Linked DNA regions of Mus musculus: region 2 is linked to region 1. Evidence: chromatin contacts called from public promoter capture Hi-C data. All regions are on one chromosome and are shown on one strand. Each heading gives the region's core, a stretch centred on a gene start, on an enhancer-like site or on the middle of the called end of the contact. The rest is flanking DNA. Distances are from core to core; before and after follow the strand shown. Region 1 overlaps Srsf4 (serine and arginine-rich splicing factor 4). Region 2 has its middle 11 kb from the start of Oprd1.

The links. Promoter capture Hi-C pulls out the DNA fragments that hold promoters and counts their contacts.
Region 2: a contact with region 1 is called in a promoter capture Hi-C map of embryonic stem cells, with 3 times the contacts expected there. The contact joins two enhancer-like sites. A contact is called at or near these places in 5 of 39 promoter capture datasets (embryonic stem cells and stem cell-derived epiblast-like cells), 7 of 484 Hi-C or Micro-C datasets (embryonic stem cells, gonadal supporting cells and myocytes), 6 of 115 datasets of contacts at active chromatin or transcription factors (embryonic hindbrain, embryonic stem cells, forebrain and 1 more) and 1 of 9 other capture datasets (embryonic stem cells).

The regions. Positions count from the first base shown.
Region 1 is chr4:131,899,041-131,903,895 of GRCm38.p6, forward strand. Srsf4 (serine and arginine-rich splicing factor 4) reads left to right here. Exons shown (of 6, transcript NM_020587.2): 5 at 1,022-1,111; 6 at 1,225-2,685. The coding sequence ends at 2,032. Gm12992 (predicted gene 12992) reads right to left here. Exons shown (of 5, transcript NR_102393.1): 5 at 438-4,321. It also overlaps the pseudogene Gm12978. Among named protein-coding and RNA genes, the nearest start is that of Gm12992, 19 kb to the right of the region's middle. Within about 2 kb of position 2,396, at least 14 of the 459 cell types and tissues checked have an H3K27ac peak or open chromatin away from gene starts, as enhancers often do. A contact at or near this core is called in embryonic stem cells, where this site is marked.
Region 2 is chr4:132,153,312-132,158,398 of GRCm38.p6, forward strand. No RefSeq gene overlaps it. Among named protein-coding and RNA genes, the nearest start is that of Oprd1, 11 kb to the left of the region's middle. Within about 2 kb of position 2,135, at least 21 of the 459 cell types and tissues checked have an H3K27ac peak or open chromatin away from gene starts, as enhancers often do. A contact at or near this core is called in embryonic stem cells, where this site is marked.

The DNA.
Region 1 (4,855 bases), core at 1,146-3,645:
TGCGGTCAGAGCCCTGAGTCTCACTCGTTTGCTTTTCATGCCAGTGGACTTGACTGCTTCCCCACACCTCTCCTGTGCGCACTGTTAGACCTAAAGGTTGAAAGACCAGTGTGCAAATATGTTTGCAGTATTCTCTCTCTTTTCTTTCCTTCCTTTGTGTGTATTTCATACATTGTAAGTTATAGCACTAATCTAAAAGTCCCCAAGAACACAATACATAACTGTCTTCACCAAATATCCAAGCCATGTTTATATTTACGCAGTTGCTCCATGGGTATTTTTATGCTGTAGTGTTTCCTGGCCGGGATCCAGCTCAGTCGTGTAGCAGAAGGCTGTTTCGTCTCTAACCTGAAACAGTCCACCTCCTGTCTGTGAGCACAAGTGCACCACTGCCAAACTATTATGTAGAGCGGGGCTTCGTTTTTTTCTTTTGTTTTGTTTGTTCATTGAAGGAATGAATGTCTTGGTTGACTCTAGATAGCCTTTTTTAATATAATTAGACAATCTTTTATATAATTAAAATTTGGGGTTGGGGTGTTTGGCCTGCATGTGTGTCTGTATTATGTGTGTACCTGCTACCTGCCAAGGCTAGATGATGTATCCGTTCCCCTGAGACTGGAGTTACAGCTATGAAACACCATGTTGGTGCTGGGCATCAAACCTGAGTCCTCTGCAGGATCAGCAAGTGGTCTCCATATCACGGGCATGCCTAGTATCTGCTGAGCTCAGGAGGGTGTTGGATCCCTGGAACTAGAGTTACAGATGATTGTGAGCCACCATGTAGGTGCTGGGATTGAACCCTGGTCCTCTCCAAAAACCACTGAGCAAATGTCAAACCCCTTACAGGCAATTTAAATTGTCTTTTTTTCTAACGCCTTTAATCCCAGGGCTCAAGAAGTCGAAGCAGGTGAATTTCTGTGAGTTCAGGCCAGCCTGCTCTACCTAGCAAGTTCCGGGCTAGCCAAGGTTACTGGCACCTTGTCTCAAAAACTATGTTGTTTTTTGTTTTTCTGCACCACAGGTCTCGCTCTCGAAGCAGACATTCCCGGAAGAGCAGAAGCCGGAGTGGTAGCAGTAAAAGCAGCCATTCGAAGAGCCGGTCTCGATCCAGGTGGGCCTGCAGCTCCCCTGCTCCCACGCCCCACACGCATGCCCGTGCTCTCTCCAGTTCCTGACAGAAAGTGGCTAGTCACCCATTACTCACCCGGCTCCTCTGTCTTCCAGGTCAGGTTCCCACTCCCGCAGCAAGAGCCGCAGTCGCAGTCAGAGCCGCAGCCGCAGTAAGAAGGAGAAAAGCCGGAGCCCCAGCAAAGACAACAAGAGCCGCAGTCGCAGCCGCAGCCCTGACAAGAGCCGCAGTAAGAGTAAAGACCACGCCGAGGACAAGCTCCAAAACAACGACAGCGCCGGCAAAGCCAAGAGCCACAGCCCCAGCCGCCATGACAGTAAAAGTCGGAGCAGGAGCCAGGAGAGGAGAGCAGAGGAGGAGAGGCGAAGGAGCGTGAGCAGGGCTCGCAGCCAGGAGAAGAGCCGCAGCCAGGAGAAGAGCCTTCTCAAGAGCCGCAGCCGCAGCCGGAGCAAGGTGGGCAGCCGGAGCCGCAGCCGCAGCAAGGACAAGCGGAAGGGAAGGAAGAGAAGCAGGGACGAAAGTCGAAGCCGCAGCCGCAGCAAGAGCGAGCGCAGCCGAAAACACAGCAGCAAGCGGGACAGCAAAGTCAGTAGCAGCAGCAGCAAGAAGAAGAAGGACACCGACCACTCCCGGTCACCGTCCCGCTCGGTGTCAAAGGAGCGCGAACATGCCAAGGCAGAGTCTGGCCAGAGGGAAAGCCGGGCAGAGGGTGAGAGCGAGGCCCCCAATCCAGAGCCCCGGGCCAGGTCAAGATCCACCTCCAAATCCAAACCCAATGTCCCGGCAGAGTCGCGCTCCAGGTCAAAATCGGCTTCAAAAACACGCTCTCGGTCCAAGTCTCCATCCAGGTCTGCTTCCAGGTCGCCCTCCCGGTCTAGATCCAGGTCCCACTCAAGGTCCTAACTGGCTCTGCCACGCTGGAACTGCCGAGAAGTGTTTTGTACATGTTGGTAGCCGTAGCACAAGAGTGAAGTAGAACACCCGTCACTGCTGTACATTAACTCCCTAAAGGTGTGTCTCAGTTGTTCAATCTCAGTGCTTCCTCGGTCAGCCTCCAGGCGCCAGGCCTTCCCGCTCTACTGAAAGCAGCTCCTCAGACCTCCCCTTACTCACAGTAGGACACCCAGACGCCTGCCTTTCAGGCCTGGCCACGGCTATAGGGAGCTCGGCACCCAGACGGCTGGCTTCTCAGGCTGGAGTGATGGCGTAGGTAGGTGTGCTGAGCTCAGCCGTCTGCCCTTGAATCGATGCCCTTTGATGTGTGCCACGTAGTGAAAGTGCAAGTCTTCAGTCTCCCACCACTTCGGTTTCCTGTTTCTGGACTTACCAACGTTGTGAATAGCACAGTGGAGAGAAACGGATCCCTGCGTAGCCCCTAGGAAGTAACACTGTAGGAGCTCCACATTCTGGTATTGTGATTATATTGTTTTATATTAAAAGGAAAGATTTTTTTTAATTTTATTTTTCCCCGTCTTGCAAAGTATAGTGACCCCTGTTTCCATTAAATTTGAATAAAGACTATTTTTGCTTGACAAAATTTCACCGCGCTTGAATCTAAATGGCATTTCCTGGTGTGTCATCTGTCCTGCTGTTTTCCCTGTGGTGAGAAGCAATATTTCCCAAAGGAATATTCACCCAGCAGAATGAAGGCAAGTCCCCAAGAGTCTGGGGTTCTGGGGTTCTCTTGAGAAGCTGTGGTCAAGCTGAGGAGAAGTGAGGCCATTTGGAAGCCGTGTCGCCTGTGAGTTCTTCATGAGCAGAGGGGGTTCTGGTGCCTGTCGGTCTTGTCATGATCCTCTTGTCACCGTAAAATCTGCACCGGAAACCAGGGGTATGCCACTGGAATACCATGCCCCAGTCATTCTCGCACTAATTGTCATAGCTCAGGAGGTGCCTGAGATGGTGCTGAGGGGTGGCACGTGTGGCAAGGTGGATCCTGGCCTCCTTAGTGCATGGGCCAACCTGGGAGCTATGCAGGCGTCTGTTGGGATCTGTCCCTAGAGTTCACACTGCTTGTCCATAAGCCAGACCTACAGGGCCTGGAAATACAAAATCAGATGGTTTTCTCCCTTCCCGGAGTCCATGACCTGCCTGTAAATGGTCAGCACTAAGGGCAAGTGGGCCTTCTGAGAAGGCAGCCTCCCTCAGTGGTAAAAAGCACAGGCCATGTGGGTTTGACTAAGTGGTAGTTAAGCCCAGCAGTGATGGTGCCCAGAGGAAGTATGGGGAGGAGCTTGAGTGCAGGGGGCGGGGTCTGTATGGGCAGCACAAGACGTCAGGCCAGGCGGTGGTGGCACACACCTTTAATCCCAGCAATTCGGTGGCCAGTCTGATCTACAGAGTGAGTCTCAGGACAACCAGGGCTACACAGAGAAACACTATCCAAAAAAAAAAAAAAATGTTATGGAGTGTGGTCAGGAGAGGGTATAAAAGACCAGTGAGACATGGCAGTGGGAGATTTGGATGGCCATTCTGAGCTCTTGGAGAAGTAGGTGAATTGGGTCAGATTGGACCATGGAATCCCAGGACAGACCAGGCAGCCAAACTAAAAAACCTCCCAGACTCTTGAACTCACCTTCCCTTTATCTGGGTTCATCAGTGCAGCATCCTGACAAGGATGCTAACACGGCTGCTTCTTATTCTCTGGGAACGTAATGTGCAAGGCGGTGGCGTTCTCGGCATATGGGTTCGTCTGCACAGTCCCCATGGGATTCAGCATTTCTTCCAGCTCGTCAGGAAACGAAGACCAGCTATGCAATATGACGTCTCCAGACCTCAGCTGTCCTTTGAAGTCAAAAACCATGGTATTTACCCATGCGACAGGATAATGCACTTTCCCGGCTTTCCTGATGGTCTGATACTTAGAGGGATTAATAGTCTTTGTTGATTTCTTCGTTTTTACTTTATCCAAAACTGCATAAACAGCAAAACATAATCGAGCCATTCTTGGTAAGTCACAAATATTAATATCAAATTCCAGTTGTTCATTCCAAATATGGTCGTTCTTTCCTGATATCTCTGAGCTTACGACGGTTTTACACAGGAGCTCGGTTCCGTGAAAAAGCCCAGCTCGGACATGAACTTTCACAGTTTCTTCTGTATTAAGCTTATTTCCTTTAACCAAGGTAATTTGGAAAGGGTTGCATCATACATGTGATGTTCCATCAATCCTGGAGGGCTCCTCACTTTACCCTGTAAGAATGGGGATGTGGACATTTTATATTTCCATTTAGTTTTTTGTATGAATGTTTTGTTTTGGGGGGAATTTTTTTGTTTGTATTTTTTTTCTTGTTTTTTTGTTTTCGAGACAGGGTTTCTCTGTATAGCCCTGGCTGTCCTGGAACTCACTTTGTAGACCAGGCTGGCCTCGAACTCAGAGATCCGCCTGCCTCTGCCTCCTGAGTGCCGGGATTAAAGGTGTGCGCCACCACGCCTGGCTGATGATTTTTTTTTTTTTTTAAAGAAGAGTTTATTTTATGTATATGACTACACTGTAGCTGTCTTCAGACACACCAAAAGAGGGCATCAGATGATTGTGAGCCACCATGTGGTTGCTGGGAATTGAACTCAGGACCTCTGGAAGAGCAGTCAGTGCTCTTAACCACTGAGCCACCTCTCCAGCCCTGTATGGCTTGTGTGTGCCTGGTGCTACAGAGGCCAGGACCTCCCTGAAACAGGAGTTACAGGTGATAGTGAGGCACACGGGCTGGGTACTGAACCCAGATC
Region 2 (5,087 bases), core at 885-3,384, 250 kb after region 1:
AGACATTCCTCCCTGAAAAAGGCCCACCCTGAGAAGTGGGGTATGGTTTTACCTCCACTTCCCACCATGACAATAAATGATTGGGAACTACAAACTGTCTCTTTTCATTGGGATCTGCCATGGGGAGCCATGGAGAAGGCCTTTACCTACGGAGCCACTGTCTAATCTCCCATATAAGGCCTCTGCACTCCCAGCCACAAGCCGGAGCCCTCCTTCCCATCCCCTGCCCCCAGCCCTGGGCTAGATCCAGCTCTTGGGCTCAAATTCTGTTCTCAGCTCTTCTGCGACTTCCAGCAGCCCCTGGGTGTCCAAGAGCCTGGGAACCCTGGGCCCCAGCTCCAGTTGTCCCATGCCTCAGACTGCACTTTCCCACCCTGAGTGGGCCTTAGCACCTCCCTATGGCCCAGCACCAGTCAAACTCCGCGTATTCTGTACCCTAAGAAGCTGTACCCTGTGGCAGAGAAGACAAGACTTCAAAATAATAAGACACAAGGCAGACGATTTGTCTCTTGTCGAAACTGTGCTAACTTATGACATAAAAATTCTTGCCTGAAACTTATAATGAACTACTGGAGCTAGTAACAAGTACTCAATGTTTAGTCAGATACTAGTCTTACTGGAAAGACGTGTAAACAATTCTGCTGCAACTCTGTAAGTTTTATCAATCTATGGCATGAACTATGGTCTTAAACTTACTATGAAGTTATGGAATATAAACATTTTTAGAAAACCGTGTGATCAATTATCCTGAGAAAGTATAAAAACTAAGAACTATAGTGAAGCAAGCAAGGGTCCAGCCTTCGGCTTCATCTGCTGTGTGTGTCTCTGTGTACGCCTCAACTTTCTCTCTTTTCCTCTCTTTCCTTTTCTCTCTGGCTCACAAAGAGTTAAGGAACTCCAGGCCTCTTGCCTGGCCAGTGAGAGACCTCAGTCAAAGAGAGAGAATCCAAGTATCTATTTTCCCCTGCTGCTATCAGTAGAAGTTAATTGCCAGGAGCCAGCTGCTTTGGGACCTGGAATAGCAAGAAAAAGTTAAATTGCCAGAAGACATCAGCTTCTGGCTCTAGAGATAGAGACAGAGTCAAAAGTCAACAGCTTTGGCCCTGATCACTAATGCCCCCCCAGCTACCTTCCCCATGTACCCAAACTGGATGCCAAGCTGGACCCCAGCAGTGCTGGGATTAAAGGTGTACCACTACTACCCAGCAAAGGAGAGATTTTTGCCCTGGCCTAGTTAGCTTTTTTCTTTCTGCATCCCAGCTTCCCACACACTGCCCACCATCACGCTCTGTCACAGGTGAAGCCAGAAGCTGAAATAAATAAATCTTTCCACCAGGTGTGGGGTTTGAAGCCAGGTAGGCATGAGCGTCTGCTATTATCATTCCTTTGGTAGATGTTGGGTCTCCTGCCTGCCCAAGCCAACTTCTACAGATATCTTGCTCCCGAGCTATGGATATATTACATAGCACCTGTCTGGCTTTCATCAGGCCCTGAGTTCAATCCCTTGTACCAAAAGGAGGAGGAGGAGGAGGAGGAGGAAGAGGAGGAGGAGGAGGAGGAGGAGGAGGAGGAGGAGGAGTAGTAGTAAACTCTTCTCATCTCCAGGTTTACCTGAATGGCTATGAGGATTTTGGCCTTATCAGGTTGACTGGAAATCTCAGCTCAGCTCTTGGCAGAGGTGCCAAATGTGTGTGACCCCAACACCTAGGCTCCTACCTCCCAGAGCAAAGCTGGTTGCCTCTGACCACCCTCTCTCTCCAGTATATAGGGGATCACTCCCTTGGAAACCAGGAAATCCTTGTGTTTGTTCCCACTCTTTGTTTTGGGGGTGGGGCATTCTGACTGTGTAGCCAGGGTTGGCCTTGAACTCACACTCCCCCTGCCTTTGTCTTCTAAGTGCTGGGGGTTTAGACGTGAACATCACACCTCCACCTCTGTTACAGTACAGAGCAGACAAAAGCCCTCCAAATCTAACTGAAAACTTTGGGCTGGGCTTGGTGTTTAACACCATCCCTAACTTCAGGGGCAAAACCCAAAACTGGATGGGAAATCCGGGGCCAGCCCAGGGCATCAGAAGGCGTCAGTCAGCCACGGGAGCAACAGCAATCACTGCAGTAGTCAGAGCTGAAAGGAAACTCCCCGGGGAAGCTATTAGCAATTTAGTACGTGGGAATGTGGCTCCCACCTGCCAGAAAGACAAATCTGCCTGGTGCAAAATACAGCAGCTGGCTTGCCTCTTAGCAGCTCCCCTGGGCTGCCTTTCAGTCCACCTCCATCTGTGAGCCCCTGGAGGGAAGAGGAATGTGAAGATGACCATAAAATAATAACCACTCTCACTTGCAAAGCACTTTTGGCTTCCCAGAGCACTTGCACATCAGTAGCTTCTCTCGACAGCATCCCTGATACCGAGGTCAGATTTCCTTATTTCATCTCATCGCCAGAGAGTTGGACATCTTCAGAGCCTGGATGAGATCAGGAGAGCATCCAACAAACGAGAGAAAAAAAATATAAGATTGGCGCCTACCATCTGGTTGCTGACGGTAGGATCTGAGACTCAAGGAGAGACTATGATTAAGATCCACTGTGTGTATGTAGGAAATCCTTAAAGACAATAAAAATACTATATTAAAAACAAAACTAGCGCCGGGCATGGTGGCGCACGCCTTTAATCCCAGCACTTGGGAGGCAGAGGCAGGCGGATTTCTGAGTTCGAGGCCAGCCTGGTATACAAAGTGAGTTCCAGGACAGCCAGGGCTACACAGAGAAACCCTGTCTTGAAAAACAAACAAAAAACAAAACTGGCTGGGCAGTGGTGGTGAATGCCTTTAATCCAAGCACTTGGGGAAGCAGAGATAGCTAGTCTACAGGGTGAATCCCAGGCCAGCTACACAAAGAGACCCTGTCTCAAGAAAATTAGAAGCAAAACAAAATGCAAAAGAGAGGTTCATTCTTTCCTTTTACAGTTATGAGTGTTTTGCCTGCATGTATTTCTGTGCACCACGTGTGTCCATGGTGCCCAGTGGAGGTCAGAAGAGGGCGTCAGATCCCCTAAAACTGGAGTTACAGACTCCCATGTGGGTGCTGGGAATTGAACCTGGGTCCTCTGGAAGAGCAACTACTGCTCTTGACCATTGTGCCATCTCTGTAATCCCTGAGACTAATTCTTGACTACTCTCTTTTTCTATCTTTAAAAAAAAATTGTTTTACTTATATCTTGTGTGTGTGGTATATGTGTGTAGTGTGTGTGTGTGTTTGTATAGTATATATGTGTAGTGCATAAGGCATGTATATCCCAGGTCAGAGGACAATCTGGGAGGGTTGGTTCTCTCCTTCTGCCCTGTGAGACCCAGGGTTCAAACTGGCTGGCAGGCTTAGTAGCCTTTCCTGCCAAGCCATCTTGCTGGGCCTGTTTCTGCCTCTCAACGGCTGCCAGTTCTGTAGTGGTCTCCTCTGACCTTCAATTCTTGCTGAATCTGTTGACATGGCTGTTGTCTCTACATGCAGCCCTGCAGACTTGCGGCCAGTAGGCAGTCTGACTACAGGCCCTCCCCCCCCACATGGTTTCAGCTCTTTCTGCCTTTCATGTGTGACACTTTTCCAGAGGACAACCATCGACTCACCCCAGAGTGGCAACGGACAGCAGACCAAAGTAACCGTACAGCGGAAGCCCATTTGGACGAACCAGTGAGTTTATTGGGGTTACTGGGAGGAATATGGGTGAAGGGTTACAGGAACACGGTTAGCTCCCAGGCAGACGCATCACTGAAAGGCAACCCCAAATGAGTGACAGCTGGAGCTCTCTGCATGACTTCAGGCAGCTCAAAAGGTCAGAGAGCATCTCCCAAGACGTTGGTCTCAGGTTCCCCCTGCTTATATAACATTGGAGAAGGAGTTACCACAGTGCAGTGTGGAGATGAGAAGCTGGAGTTCTGGAGGGTCCCAGGAATCAGAACGGTATCATTAGGCTTGGCAGCAATCACCTCTACACTGACCAAGTTTAGGATTGTTGGAGCATTTGTTTAGGGCAGAGGTGACAGAGCTTGCAAGGAAGGGGCAGTCTGACAGTCTCAGACCTGCCATTCCTATGACTCACTGGGGCTCTCGGGGTGGAGGCCTGGGTGCTGTGTACAGAAGGTAAGGAACCCTGAGCTTGAGCCCAGCAATGCAGGTTGCCAGGTGAGGGGAGGAGAGCCTTCTCTAGATTTCTCCGTTACAGCGGTATACCTGGTAACAGCCCTCCAGCTAACAGCCCCCTGGGGCAGCTCGGTCTGATAGTGATAGTTAGAAAATCCTCCATCTGGCTTTTTGACCCAGCTGTTGTTTTTTTCTTCAACAGAAATCAGTTCTCTCCTGTATTTCTTTCATCTCAGTCGGGGCTTCTACCCCTCCTTTGATCATTCAGTTCCCAGATAAAAGACACAACACCTTTAGATTTATATTAAGCCTTTAATGCACTAAAGCTGGGCAGATATCTACCCTCTAAGCTATTAGTATCTACTTCCCAATCAATAACCCCGAGTTATGACTTGCCATGTTCCATCTGGGCTGCTCTTAACTCCAATTGGCCAGCCCTCATGGCCATGTTTTCAAGATTCTTACCCCATGGGATCTCCTTTCTCCATCATGTTCTCTCTCTCCCTCGTAGTCCTGCCTCAGACCCAAAGCCTGGGAACCAAAAACTAACTCTCTCTCTCTCTCCTGCCCAGCTATTGACTGTCTGCATCTTTATTCAACCAATAGTTTTAAATTAAGGAGCAAGGTCAGATAGCATCACTGTGTGTATGCAACCAGGCCTTGGGGGCCAGTATTTAGCATTAGGATACACAGCAAAAGACCACACCTTGAGCCGGGCATGGTGGTGCTTACCTTTAATCCCAGCACTTGGGAGGCAGAGGCAGGCAGATTTCTGAGTTTGAGGCCAGCCTGGTCTATAGAGTGAGTCCCACGACAGCCAAGGCTACACAGAGAAACCCTGTCTCGAAAAACCAAAAACCAAACCAAAACAAAACAAAAACAAAAACCTACAAAAGACCATACCTCAACACTTTCCCTTTCTGGGCTCTTTCTTCTTTGTTCCCCTTTGGTTT